Linked DNA regions of Rattus norvegicus: region 2 is linked to region 1. The links are chromatin contacts, called in public Hi-C maps. All regions are on one chromosome and are shown on one strand. The core of a region is the stretch at or near the end of the contact, and the rest is flanking DNA. Distances in the headings are between cores, read along the strand shown. Region 1 holds the start of Asap2 (ArfGAP with SH3 domain, ankyrin repeat and PH domain 2). Region 2 overlaps Asap2 (ArfGAP with SH3 domain, ankyrin repeat and PH domain 2).

Evidence for each region. A called contact is a pair of places that touch in the nucleus more often than the background predicts.
Region 2: a Hi-C map of kidney shows a contact between it and region 1, with 2.5 times the contacts expected there. The contact joins the enhancer-like site here to the promoter of Asap2 in region 1. A contact is called at or near these places in 2 of 12 Hi-C or Micro-C datasets (kidney and liver).

Annotation. Positions count from the first base shown.
Region 1 is chr6:46,383,999-46,390,591 of GRCr8, reverse strand. Asap2 (ArfGAP with SH3 domain, ankyrin repeat and PH domain 2) reads right to left here and starts at 3,987. Exons shown (of 27, transcript NM_001108704.2): 1 at 3,566-3,987. The coding sequence starts at 3,691.
Region 2 is chr6:46,465,606-46,472,166 of GRCr8, reverse strand. All of the region lies in intron 3 of Asap2 (ArfGAP with SH3 domain, ankyrin repeat and PH domain 2), which reads right to left. Among named protein-coding and RNA genes, the nearest start is that of Asap2, 82 kb to the right of the region's middle. Within about 2 kb of position 3,031, at least 24 of the 93 cell types and tissues checked have an H3K27ac peak or open chromatin away from gene starts, as enhancers often do. A contact at or near this core is called in kidney, where this site is marked.

The DNA of each region.
Region 1 (6,593 bases), core at 2,738-5,237:
GATTAAATTTTAATACTTAAGAGTCAGTATCAAATTTATTTTTAAAACTACATCAATGCCAAGTAAGCAAGGCAGAATGGAGCTATGGAGAAGCTCTAACTAACAACACGGATATCCCAAGAATGTACACAATTATTCTCTATTTCGAGACTATTTTAAAGTAACGGGGGGAGGGGAAGCCTCAGTTTTCAGATTTATGCTCCAGATACTTTCCTCCCTTATTTCCAAAAGCACAAAGCTGACGCCAGTGGTGCTCTGCACTTTGCAAGGTCTGCTAAAACCGTGCAAAATAAACACGTCACCCAGAGAGTCCTCACTAAGTGAAAGTTTCAAACCAGCTACACTCAGATTTATCTGTTACCAAGACAGTAAACTCGTTAGAGGGAATGCATGGGGGCTGGGAATACAGCTTAGGGGGTATATGGTGGTTGCTACAAAAGCTTGAGAACCTGAGTGGGGATCCCCAGGACTCAGGTGAAAAATTGATTGAGGGAAACACGGCAATGTCGACCTCTGGCTTCAGTCAGCACAGGAGCCGTCACACGCATGAGCATGGGGAGCGCGCATGCATGGATACACACACACACACACACACACACACACACACACACACACGCCTAGGGAGAGGGACAACGGTTTTCATTTATGTACACGCCTTCAACCATTCATCCAGTTCCTTCTCCCTTGATCCAGTCTCATTCCAGGTCTACATATTAACTACAGTGAAATCTGGTAAAGCAGCCAGCATTTAGTCAGTCAGGTGCCTGTTGGGTACTGTACCAGAACCTTCAGAGATAGACATGATTATCTAGACTGTGGACTGAAAATGGGGGGGAAAAAGAGAGGGAAGGGGGAGAGTCTCGCCCCAATTCATACAACTAGAAAGTGATGGAGCCTGACTTGGGTGGCTGATCTAGCAAGGGGCAGTTTCAAGAACGCACCATCACTAAGCACTGGATAAAGCCATGCAACTTGTGAAAGCATCATCAAGCCAAGTTCAAACTCCGCTGGTTGGATCTATAACCGGAACGAATCCCCTAGCCTCAAATTCCTCATCTACAAATCAGGGATAGAGATTAAACACAGGCCAGGCACTAGCTAACTACTGACATTCTGGCTACAAGTATGCAAACCAAGGAAGCCTATTTCAATCAGAAAATGACCATGGCCAGACATATCCTCCATTGGAAGCAAACAGGTCTGCCCAAGCTAATCAGATATGTTCACTAATTCCATAACTCATTTAAGTAGAAGGCCAGCGACTTATATTTTTTAGTCGTATTTCTATGAAATGTGAAACTTTTTGTGGGTCACAAAAACCACTCTGATGTCTCATCCCACCATAAAAAAGATGTCTGCTGAAAATCCAAGTATTATGAATATAGTGTGTTATTACAGTAGACAGAGAACAACTTTTCGTACTGGAAGAGAACATTAAATAATCTAAGAGGAGAAAGAAAGCATTATTTTAAGTAATCCACGCTGAGTCCTTTCAACTTTCAAATTAGTTCCAACTCTAAGTTCAGACACGCCATTATCCTACAGTGGAAGCTGGGTTTACTTAAAAATGAGATAAGCCTACAATGATTTCAATTTTCCCCTGTTTCCAACTCAAATCCATTTTCTGCTTAGGAGACCAAGTGGAGCAAGCCTGCAATTTAACAAAATGACCAAATCCAGTCTCTCTTTAATCTACTCAGTAACTGAGCTCTTGGGTAATCTCCCGCACTGCATGCAAAAGCAGCTTTGGGTTCATCCACTAGAAACTAAAATTAATCAGAGAGAGGCTATGCCAACTTTAATTGCAGCTCCTATTTGTCTGGCTGGCCAACATCTACCAGTATTAATGATACTTAACGGATCCGATACCGTGAGAGAAGCATGGTAACTTCATAAACAAGAGTTTTCTTTTGAGGACATCGCACACAGCGCGCGCCCTTCCCACAGAAGGACTCCTACCTTTTTGAATGCCGTCATTCTTAGAAGCATTAATGATGTATTTTCAGAACACTGTTGACTATTTTCCCAGTGCTTTTCAACTTGGCACTCGTGGGGGGAGGGGCTCCACATGCCTCATCTCCAACCTGCCTTGTCTAAAGGCATCGTTGACATCTAAAGACCATGCTAACAAAAGCAGACTAAGGCAATCTGCACTCACTGAACTCACCACAAAAGACTTCCAAGCAGATCTTTTGGAAGAGGGGTGAGAGAAAAGAAAGGGTGGGGGCCAAAGGGGGACAGCGGATATTAGCTATACTTCCAGTAGCAGGATGCTGATCCCAGTATTTTTCCTTGAGTCTAGTCTGAACTGTGTGTGTCTACAAAGAAACATATTCTACACGAAAGAAAAAATAGTCCAGGCTTTTTTTTTTTCCCCAAACGAAGCTTAATAGCGAATGCTTTGTTCAAGCAAGGGGAAACGATGTAATGACATAGCTTAATTTAAAAGCTCTCTGAAGACCAACCCCTCCCCCTCCCCCAACCTCTGGCACAGGTATTTTAAAATATCTACATCTTACCCTGATCTTAAAATTCTGGCCAAAGGAAATCTACTCATCAGTTCACTACTGCTACACGTGTGTGTCTCGGACTCCAGCTACCGATTGTGAGTCCAGCTGGATACACAAAGCCTAAGGAGCTGAAAACATGCAACTGTAAATTCTGTTTGGGAGGTAAAGAAAATGATGGAAGTGAGGCTGTCCCAAGCCACGATCAGCCGTGGTCCCTGGACTCACACAGCCTCTTCCAAGCCTGCTTCAATTTTCAAACCAAGCTGTTTCATTCTTGCCATCCCTCTTCCCCGGGATCTGGAGAGCTCGCTGCTTAGCCACTCAATACGATGACTATGCACCTTCAAAACCCTTACTAAAATCAGGCCTTTTTCAGGTTAAGGGCAAAAGAGCTGACCATACTGTCAACAGGCACCACACAGGTAGCTCAGGAGCGGCCAACAAGGGCGTTTTGAACCTCAAAGCGCTGGTTCTCCACATCCCTCCGCAGCGCTGCTCTGCGGCACGCAGTGGGAACTGCCAGGCCTCCCAAGCTGGGATGGGCACCCTTGCCTAAGAAGCTTGGGGGTCCCCTGGATCTGCTCTGCTTGTTGGCTCAGAACGCACAGCTGCCCCCGCCGGGCCACTTCTGGAACAAGTTGGAGAGGTCCGCGCAGGGGGACCCATCACTCCAGGGCCGCAGAGCTCGCAGGGGTCCCGGCTCGCAGCCGCCACGGACTCCGCAGCCGAAGTTGACCTCTCCAAGGATGGGAGCAAAGGACCTGAAACCCTGCGAGTGAAATGGGAGCAGACAGGAGGGTTCGCCAAAAAGGCCCAAGGTGGCCAACCAGCCTCTCCCCAGAGCCACCTCTCAGGGAACAAAGGGCTTCTGTGTCGGGCACTGCTGGCCCGGCCGCGTCCAGCTCTGGGGGACCAGAAACTTTTCCCGGGTATGGGCGCAGGCGGCGGGCACTAGGCATCCGGCACCAGGCGCCGAAGCCTAGCGGGTCCCCAGGGCGCAGCGCGATCCCCACGGCCCTAGCCTCCCGCCCCGCGCAGCCGAGGCTACCACTCACCTCCTCGATGGCCGCCACGGTGTTCCGGCACTGGGCCGTGCGCGTGGTGAAGCTAGAGGCCGTGGGCGCCTTGTAGTCCTCATGGGTCTCGGCCACGAATTCCGACACGGAGATCTGGTCCGGCATCGCCGCGGCGCCGGGGCGCGGACCGCCGCCGCCTCAGTCGCCCAGGGCGCGGGCTCCGACCCCGCCGCCGCCGCCGCTCCGGGCCGCGGACAAAGGGGAGCGCGGGGCGCGGGAGCCGCCGCAGGACGCGGGAGCCACCGCGGGACGCCCGGTGGGAGCAGGGGCGCGCGCAGCCCGCAGCTCTGCCCGCTGTGCTTCAGGAGCCGCCGCCGCCGCGTCCTCTCCGAGCGAGCCCAGACGCGGGCGCGCACAGCCGGCGGGAACTGCCCGCCACCCAGCCGCTGGCCCCAACGCCTCCCGCGGAGAGGGGCGGGTCCCGGCCGGGGAGGGGGCGGTGGCCGGCGGGGCGGGGCGGGGCGCAGGCCGGGCCGCCAATCGGCGCGCTCGCCGCCACCGCGCCGCCGGGAAGCGGAGGCCGCAGGAAGGAGGGCGGTGTGCGCTCCGGGCCGGTCAGCCGCTGCGGGCCGCCGCATTGTGTCTGCCTTCGGGGCGTGCAATGGTTCGAGGGCGCGCCCTATCCTGAGCTGCGGTGCCCGTCCCCCACCCCGCACCCTCCTTGAGCCCTAGCCACATTACCCAGAGGGCGTGGACAGGTACCGGGGACACCGGCTTCCGGGCTGGACGGGAGCCCACTCTTTTGCTCCCCAGTTCCACCCCTGGGCTAACAACCCCCTGAATTCCCCACCAGCATATCAGGGAAGGGCTAGTGTAGACAGTGTGGGTAGCTCGCCCCCTACAGGACGGTGAAATCCTCCAGGGCACCCTAGCGGGACTGGTCGCAGGGACAGGTTGGGATGCAATAATAATGTTCTTTCTGTCTGTGCGCCTCCTCACAGCCTTAAGAAGCCAGGGGTAAAGATGGGTATTTTGCATGGGAAGTTGACCATAGATCACCTGGTATAGGTGGAACGGGAGTTCAAACCCATGGCCTTCGACTTGGAAGAATACTTCCAGGCCCTAGTAAACATCATATTCCTTAAGCTTGTAGAATTAGGGATACTCCCAGTTACGTGTAAACAATTTTAGGGTGCTAGGCCAAGCTTCACCCTGAGAAGATTGCAGAACACACTGATATTGCTATCAGAAGTGGGGGGTACCCAAAAGAACCAGAGGTAGAGCATGAGATAAAGGGTGTTATTGTACCTGATGGTTCTCAGAGAGAGAGAGAGTACTCCAACCCGCAGCTGGCCGATCACGAACAAGACTGGGTCAATAAATCATCTGAATTAGTACATTTTCCTCTATATCGCCTATGGAAATTCTCAGCTGTATTTTAAAATCCAGAGGTTCTCAAGACACTAGTCAAAAATCACACCCTATAACTCCCCGAGGCTTGAGGCATGGTTACTGCAGCTGCCAACAATACAGCCTAGAGAAACTTTACAAAACCCTTTTGTGTGTCAGAAAAGGAGGGAGTGTGAGAGCCATTGTAAACCCAACATGGGAGATAAAAGTGGTCTCCTGCTGCCATAGGACAGTAGACCAGTCAATCTTTTTAAAGGCTCCCATGGACAAATTTGCTGTATGAGGTGGCAGCTGGGGTCAGACATTATGTATGGCTTCTGGTATTTTACTAGCACTGTGCGTGAATAAGTTCAGTCTTCAAAAATAGCCGTGCCGGTGGGTAGCTTTTATTCCTGCGCTGGGCAATAAACTGCAATCCCAGAGCTCAGCATCTCACTGCCACCTTCTACCCGTGTGAACCTCCATTCATTCCGTGTCTTGGGAACACACCTGTCTTGGCGTGTATACCTCCAGAGTACTGTGCTGTAGTACACACTCCCTCTCTTCCCACCCGTAAGTCCTTGGTACTGAGGACTGAATCCAAGGCCTAGAACAAGTGATCCACCAATAAGCTACCTCCCCACCCTTCATTTACACATTTTTAATGCATCAAGAGAAGAAGATGCTGATATTACCATTAGAGGCCTGGACACCATTATGTTTATTTTAAAAAATACCTGAAAATATCTATTTTTAAAAATAATTCTTGCTGGGCATGGTGTCACACACCTTTAACCCCAGCACTCAGGAGTCAGAGGCAGGTGAATCTTTGTGAGTTCAAGGATAGCCAGGTCTACACAGTGAGTTCCAGGAAAGCCAGGGCTCTACACAGAGAAACCTTGTCTCAAAAAATATATATAATAATTCTTAATGAAAAAAAAATTGTCGGGGCTGGGGATTTAGCTCAGTGGTAGAGCGCTTACCTAGGAAGTGCAAGGCCCTGGGTTCGGTCCCCAGCTCCGAAAAAAAAAAGAACCAAAAAAAAAAAAATTGTCCTGAAACTGAATTGAGGCAATATATAATCTTGTTTATCTCATATCATACAAACAGTTACATTTTACTGTAAAATATAAATGTTCTAGATCCCATTAGGGATTGGTTCAAAATGTATACCATGTAAAACTATGTTAAATATTAAAATCTGAGGGGCTGGGGATTTAGCTCAGTGGTAGAGCGCTTACCTAGGAAGCGCAAGGCCCTGGGTTCGGTCCCCAGCTCCGAAAAAAAAAGAACCAAAAAAAAAATATTAAAATCTGAGATATTATGACTCCATATGTATTTGAGCCTATATTTTTTATATAAAAGACTACAGTTCTTTTTTTTTTTTTTTTTTTACCTTGGGTGTATTGGTCTGTTTTTGTTGCTATAACATACCTGAGGTTGGAGAGTTTGTGAAGAAGAAGAGGTTGGCTGGATGTCACCTAGTGGTAGATTACTAGTACTTGTCTGGAGTATATAGAACCTGTGGGTTCATCTCTCACATTGGAAGAAAACAAGAACAGCAAGGGGAAGGAAGAGGGGAGGAATTTAGCTAGTGGCTTTGGAGGCTGCCCTGGTTAGTTTTATCAACGTGACACAAACCTAGATATAACTGGAAGGGGAATCTCAATTAAGGAAT
Region 2 (6,561 bases), core at 1,782-4,281, 83 kb before region 1:
TAACTACAAGGGTGTGGCACTGTATCTGCAAATACCACCTTTACCGGCTGCCCACTGTGGTGGTTTGAATATTCTTGGACCAGGGAGTGGCACTATTAGGAGGTGTGGCCTTGTTGGAGTAGGTGTGGCCTTGTTGGAGGAATTGTGTCAGCATGGTGGTGGGCTTTAAAATGCTCCTCCTAGCTGCCTGGAAGTCAGTCTTCTCCTGGCTGCCTTTGGATCAAGATGTGGAACTCTCAGGTCTTCCAGCACCGTGACTGCCTGGATGCTGCCATGCTTCCTGCCATGATGATAATAGACTGAACCTCTGAACCTGTAAGCCAGCCCCAGTTAAATGTTGTCCTTTATAAGAGTTGCCTTGGGCGTGGTGTCTCTTCACAGCAATGAAACCCTAATTAAGACATCCACCCTAACTATTTTTACTTTTTGGCCTTAAAACTCCTTAACTCTAGTTCTGCCTGTTGCGACCTTGGCCCACATACTCGTCTCACCCCTGCCCCATGCCACACCCTGGAGAGCCACCTGTCTCTCTGGGCCCAGGATCTAGAATGTTTGTGTGATATGATACTAGGGGACAGCATGATGTACAGAATGGATGACAACTGCCTGTGCCTCTCCACACATACACAACTGAGCCTTATGTCAGGAGTAAATTCTTCCCGTGGCTTATGGCCTAGCCATCTCTCTCGGTGAAGAAGCTCTTCCGGATGCCAATGCTTTCAGGAATGGTATAAAATTTATTATGCAGGCCTTCTGAGGTGTAACTCATACCACAAACCACACACATTTAAAAACGTGTTAGGAAATAAAATGAAGGTTATAACACCCATGAAACCGTGCCAATATCTGATGCACAAAACCAATCATCTCCCAAAGTTGCTAAGTGTTCACTCCTGGTCTCCAGCTGACTCCTCCCCTGCCCCACACCAAAGGAAAGCTTTCAACTTCCCAGCATTTCTTGTCTGGCTCCTTGAGCGTCATTTCCTTGGGACTCATTCATGCCGATCTATCTGCCCATAGTCCCTTCCTCCTTAATGCTAAGGTCTAACCCAGGGCACAGACACAATTCGTTCGTCCTGCTGTTGACAGACTGTCAAGCTGCTCCCCGTACAGGTGTGACTATCAGAACAACACACAACGATGCTGTGATCATGTTTGGGGCAGGGACTCTTCCAGGATGCCCTTCTTACGAGGTGATAGTTGAGCCAAGTTTGAAGTATGCAAGACGGAAAACCATGAGAGTCTGGTAGAGGAACACTCTTGGCAGAGGGAGTGGCTAACACAAAGGCCCTGGCAGAAGTACACCCGAGGGCTCAAAGGAGAGTTCTCTGTGTTCCTTCTCAACGCTGCCTGTCTGAAAGAATGGGCATCCAAGCAGAAAATTTTGGAGAAGAAATGGCTGGAATATATCAAAAAGCGGCACAGGTCAGGCATTTCATCTCACTTAACCGTCACAACCATCCTGAGAGGTACGGTACGCCTTATTCTCTCCATTGACAAGGTTTGGGAACAGGGGGTGGGTGGGGGTGGGGGTGGGGGGTGGGGGTGGGGGTGGGGATGGGGGTGGGAGTGGGGGTGGGGGGTGGGGGTGGGAGGGTTTAGGGCATTCACCTTGTCTCCCAGATCACACAACTAGGAATGGATAGGGCCAGGCCAAGAACTGTGAAGCCAGAGGGTTGTTTTTTGTTTTGTTTTGCTTTGTTTTTGTTTTTGTTTTTTAAATAGGTTCACAGTGAGAACAGTTCAAAGCATCTCTGTCCTTCCAATTAAGCTACTCCCATCTGATGTGGAAGGAGCCATCCCCACCAGGCTTCCTTATGATCCATACCCTTGCATGCAAGACGGCCATCATATATGCATCCCATATATGCACACACCTGAACCTTCCTAAGCAAAACTGTCTGGCCCACTTCTGTTCTTGGTAAAGAACACTGTCCCTGGATACTGACGCCTTAGTCTTTCTAACACACACGCACACACACACACACACACACTCACACACACACACACACTCATACACACAGTCACATATACACACACTCACACAAACTCACATATACACACACTCACACTCACACACACAAACACACACTCACATACACATACACTCATATATACACACACTCACACACACACTCATATATACACACACTCACACACACACTCATATATATACACATTCACACACATACACACACAAACATACACTCATACACACACACACTCATATATACACACACACAAACACACTCATATATACACAGACTCACACACATACACACACAAACACACACACACACTCACATACACATACACACACACACACACACACACACACACACACACACACAGGGTTGGGGGTGCTCCAGGGGAGCCTAGTGGGCAGATGCCCTTTATCCTGTCTCTCTGGCATAAGAGTCATCTTGATAAGTTTATTTAATTAAAAAGAGTAGAGGAAGCCCATGCTGAGTATTTAACATAAACTTAAAAACCTAAACAAAGCCAGCTACCAAAAATGCACTGGCAGCTTTCACACAGGAATAAGAGAGGGACCGCTGGTGAGGCTGCTAGGACTCCGGGGACTGCTAGTAGCCTGCAAGTCACACAGTAGGTGCTGATGATAAAAGACAGGCACTGTGGAGCCCACTGGCCCATACAGCACCAGCTGTATACAGCAAGTACCCAGCCTGCTCCTGGGATTTGTCTCAGTTCTCCTCCCTTCCCAGGGAGCCTAGGTAGCCTATCCCTCCTTCTCAGACTTTGCCATGGTGGTGCACACCTTGAATCCCAGTATTTATGGGGCAAAGGTAGGTACTGCGGGATACCTCTATGAGAGGGAGCCTCTCTTCTAGGTGAGGTGGGGCAGGGGCTGCCAGGCCCAGCATGTACTAAAACTACCTGCTGCTGCTCAGCCAAGCAGAGCCCGTTAGCTGGCTTCACTTGAAGCTATGTCATCTTCTAACTCTAGGCAGATGCTCAGAGCAGTGGTGATAAAGGGAGGAGATGTTTGGTGGAACTCCCGGTTCCTCTTTTGGTATGAAGAAATGGAAATTCCTCAGCTCAGGGCCACAGTGGCTCTCACACTGTAATTCCACCCTTGGCCCCGCCTTCCTGGCTGCTGTTCTGCTGGACTCTGGTCTTTACTTGATTGAGTAGGTTCTGTGACTACAAAGGCTTGTCTACTTCCAATTCTCTGCAATCAGAGATGAGAGCGTTTATCTGCAGCTGACCTTGTGGAAGTCAGTCCTGGTTTGAAGCTTGTCATTTAAAAGTCCCTTCTCGTCACAGAAGTGGTCCTCGGAGAAATCTCTCCAGGATGAATCTAAGAACCCAGGCTGTCTTTATGACCTGTTTAATGTCGTGATGTTAGATTTCTGAAGATGCCTGGTTTCTCCCTTTACTCTGCTTGGCTGCTTGGGCTTTTTTTTTTTTTTTTTTTTTTTTGGTTCTTTTTTTCGGAGCTGGGGACTGAACTCAGGGCCTTGCGCTTCCTAGGCAAGCGCTCTACCACTGAGCTAAATCCCCAACCCCAGCTGCTCGGGCTTTTTAAGGGTGAGAGTGTCAGTCGTTCAGAAGAAAATCTCATTTCGGGCTGGGGATTTAGCTCAGTGGTAGAGCGCTTACCTAGGAAGCGCAAGGCCCTGGGTTCGGTCCCCAGCTCCGAAAAAAAGAACCAAAAAAAAAAAAAATCTCATTTCATACTGAGTCAGTCTTCCCTGGAGCTGTTCCAACTGCTTCAGAAGCATCCTTCCGGGCCTCCAAACAGTCAGGTAGTAATTATTACTCTTTCTGGAAAGAGGCGGAGCTGAGAAGCTCACCTACACTGAACTGCTTCTTAAATGGTCTGTGGGAGATCAAAGAAAAGACCCTGAAAACCTGAGATGGGACAGGTGTGATAAAAAAACAAGACTTTGAAAATACCCCCAATCCTCCCCCCCACAAAAAAGGTGAGCTCTCCCACTCAGTTCCTAGGCTGTGGCTCAGCACCCCTAGGGTTGACAGCATCCACACCATGCCTGGTGAATACTGATTTAGGCTCAAAGAAGATTTGTCTCTGCCTTTATCTTCGCAGGAGAGTAAGACCAACAGTCCACACTCCACGATGTGGAAGTTCTGAAACTTAGAGCGAGCCACGTGAGTCTTCCAAGTTACCAGGGCCAGGGTGCGCAAGTTCACAGGTCACGACAACTCCAACCGACCACCTACGCGCCGTGCGGCACTTTGCAAGTCCCCTCATGTGTGCAATTCACCTCCATGCTGGCCATGCAAAGCAGGCTGTTGTCCGAGCAGAAAAACCAGCCTTCACGGTCTCTGACGGCTTTACCCGCCATTACTTCCTCCTAGGTTCCATCCTCTGTCCCTCCAAATGCTACCAAGCAGCTTCCTTGGGTGTCAGCAGTAGAAAGCCCCATGAGTTTGGATTCCTTCTGAATCCTAACTCAGTCCCTCGTCTGCTATGGCCCCAGACATCACTTAGCTCACGCGTCCCACGTTCAGGACCTGGGTAGGACAGACTCTCCTGCGCTGCAGCCACCAGAAGCAAAGGAAACAGAGGGTCTCTCATGCCCACACTTGCCACACTGTGGATGCTAACCATGTGCCACCCTCTGGGACGTCCACTCCACACAGAGTCTGACAGCAACTGGACTCAGTGATTTTTTTTTCCCCCAAACACTGCAATGGCAAAGCTGCAGTATTTATTGGTGAGCAATGTTCCAGACACAACATCCTGGTCCTGCCCTGCTCTGGTTCCCTCCTTGCTCTTACAGAAAATAAAAGGCAGGGAGAAGAAATGCTTTCACTTGACTGAGCAACTGCCTGTGCGAGGAACTGCAGACCCTGAGGTGCGGCACGCCGCAGGTGCCCTTTCTTTTCTTTCTTTTTTTTTTTTTTTAAGATTTATTTATTTTCTGTATGTGAGTACACCATCACTCTCTTCAGATACCAGAAGAGAGGGTCAGATCCTATTACAGATGGTTGTGAGCCACCATGTGGTTGCTGGGATTTGAACTCAGGACCTCTGGAAGAGCAGTCAGTGCTCTTAACCGCTGAGCCGTCTCTCCAGCCCCACAGGTATGCCCTTTCTTTATTAGCAGAACACGCTCCAGAACGGCCGAGCACTCTGACCCTCCACAGAGAGATTTCAGTTCTGTATACTATCAGGGCCTACGTTATCAGATCTAGACATCCGGTGTGAACCTGACTCCACTCACAGGGCTGGTATAAGGATTGGATGAGTTGAAGAGTGGGAAAGTATCTGGCTGGTTTTAGTGTACACAAAATCTAGCTGAGAAAGTCCAGAGGGAGAGAGGGAGAGAGGGAGAGAGAGAGAGAGAGAGAGAGAGAGAGAGAGAGAGAGAGAGAGAGAGAGCGCGCCTCCCCACCTGCCTCCAGCATCCCCACCTGAGCCTAGCAGGCTGCTCTTGTCCTCCTCAGATTGCCTTCACTGCCCACTTACCCACCCTAACTCCAAGTCCTCCTCTCCTGCTTCCCTCTTCGTTTGCCAAATCACTTCCTGCAGGAGCTTGGAGAAGTGATACCTGGGAGCCTGAGAGTGTGAGAGCATCTTTAACCCCATGCTCAAGCTCAAGCTCATCTGGGCAGAGCCATGTTTTCCTCAGGATTTAAAGGTACTGCTCCATCTTCAGTTTTCAGTGGTGCTGCTGCATCCACGGCTCGCTGGGAGAGTCATCCTCTCTATGTTTTCTCATTGGCAGTTTTCCTTTATTTAGTTCTTCGTCTGCTTTTTGGGAGAATTTTTTCCTACTCAATCTTATCAATCTTATCAGGTGTGTGTGTGTGTGTGTGTGTGTGTGTGTGTGTGTGTGTGTGTGTGTGTGTGAGAGAGATACATTGGTCCATAGACACCTTTTGTATAAACTGGGGTTTCTTATGGGTCTGGCACCTGGCCAGAGGCCAGACTAGCTGCTTTGCTGGCCTCCAGGGACTCCTCTGGCTTTGTGTCCCACGTTGTCACCAATGGAATTTCGAGTGCTTCATGGATCCTGGCAATGTGAACTCACATCCTCGTGCTTAGGAGGCGAAAGTCCTGCCAATTAAGCCATCTCCTCAGCCCCAAGAATTTTTTATGTTTTGTTTTGTTTTTGTTTCCTTGAGACAGGGTTTCTCTGTGGAGCCCTGACTGTCCTCAGACTCAAGAGACCCACCTGCTCCGGCCCTGAGTGCTGGGATTAAAGGCGTGCACCACCACTGACCAGCGCAGAGGCCCCCGGGTTTTTAATTTTATACTTTCATACACTAATGGTCTCCCACTTCCCCAACTCCTCCAATAACCAGAAGCTCCTGCCTTCCCCATACAGAGCAGGTCTCCTCAGGCTTCTCTGGGGTTACACTAAACACACAGCTGCCATCACGCTCCCCTCTGCTCTCCGGATCGGATCTCGATCTCTCTCTCTCTCTCTCTCTCTCTCTCTCTCTCTCTCTCTCTCTCTTGTTTTTTTTTTTTTTCTTTTTTCTTTTTTTCTTTTTTTTCCGGAGCTGGGGACTGAACCCAGGGCCTTGCGCTTGCTAGGCAAGCACTCTACCGCTGAGCTAAATCCC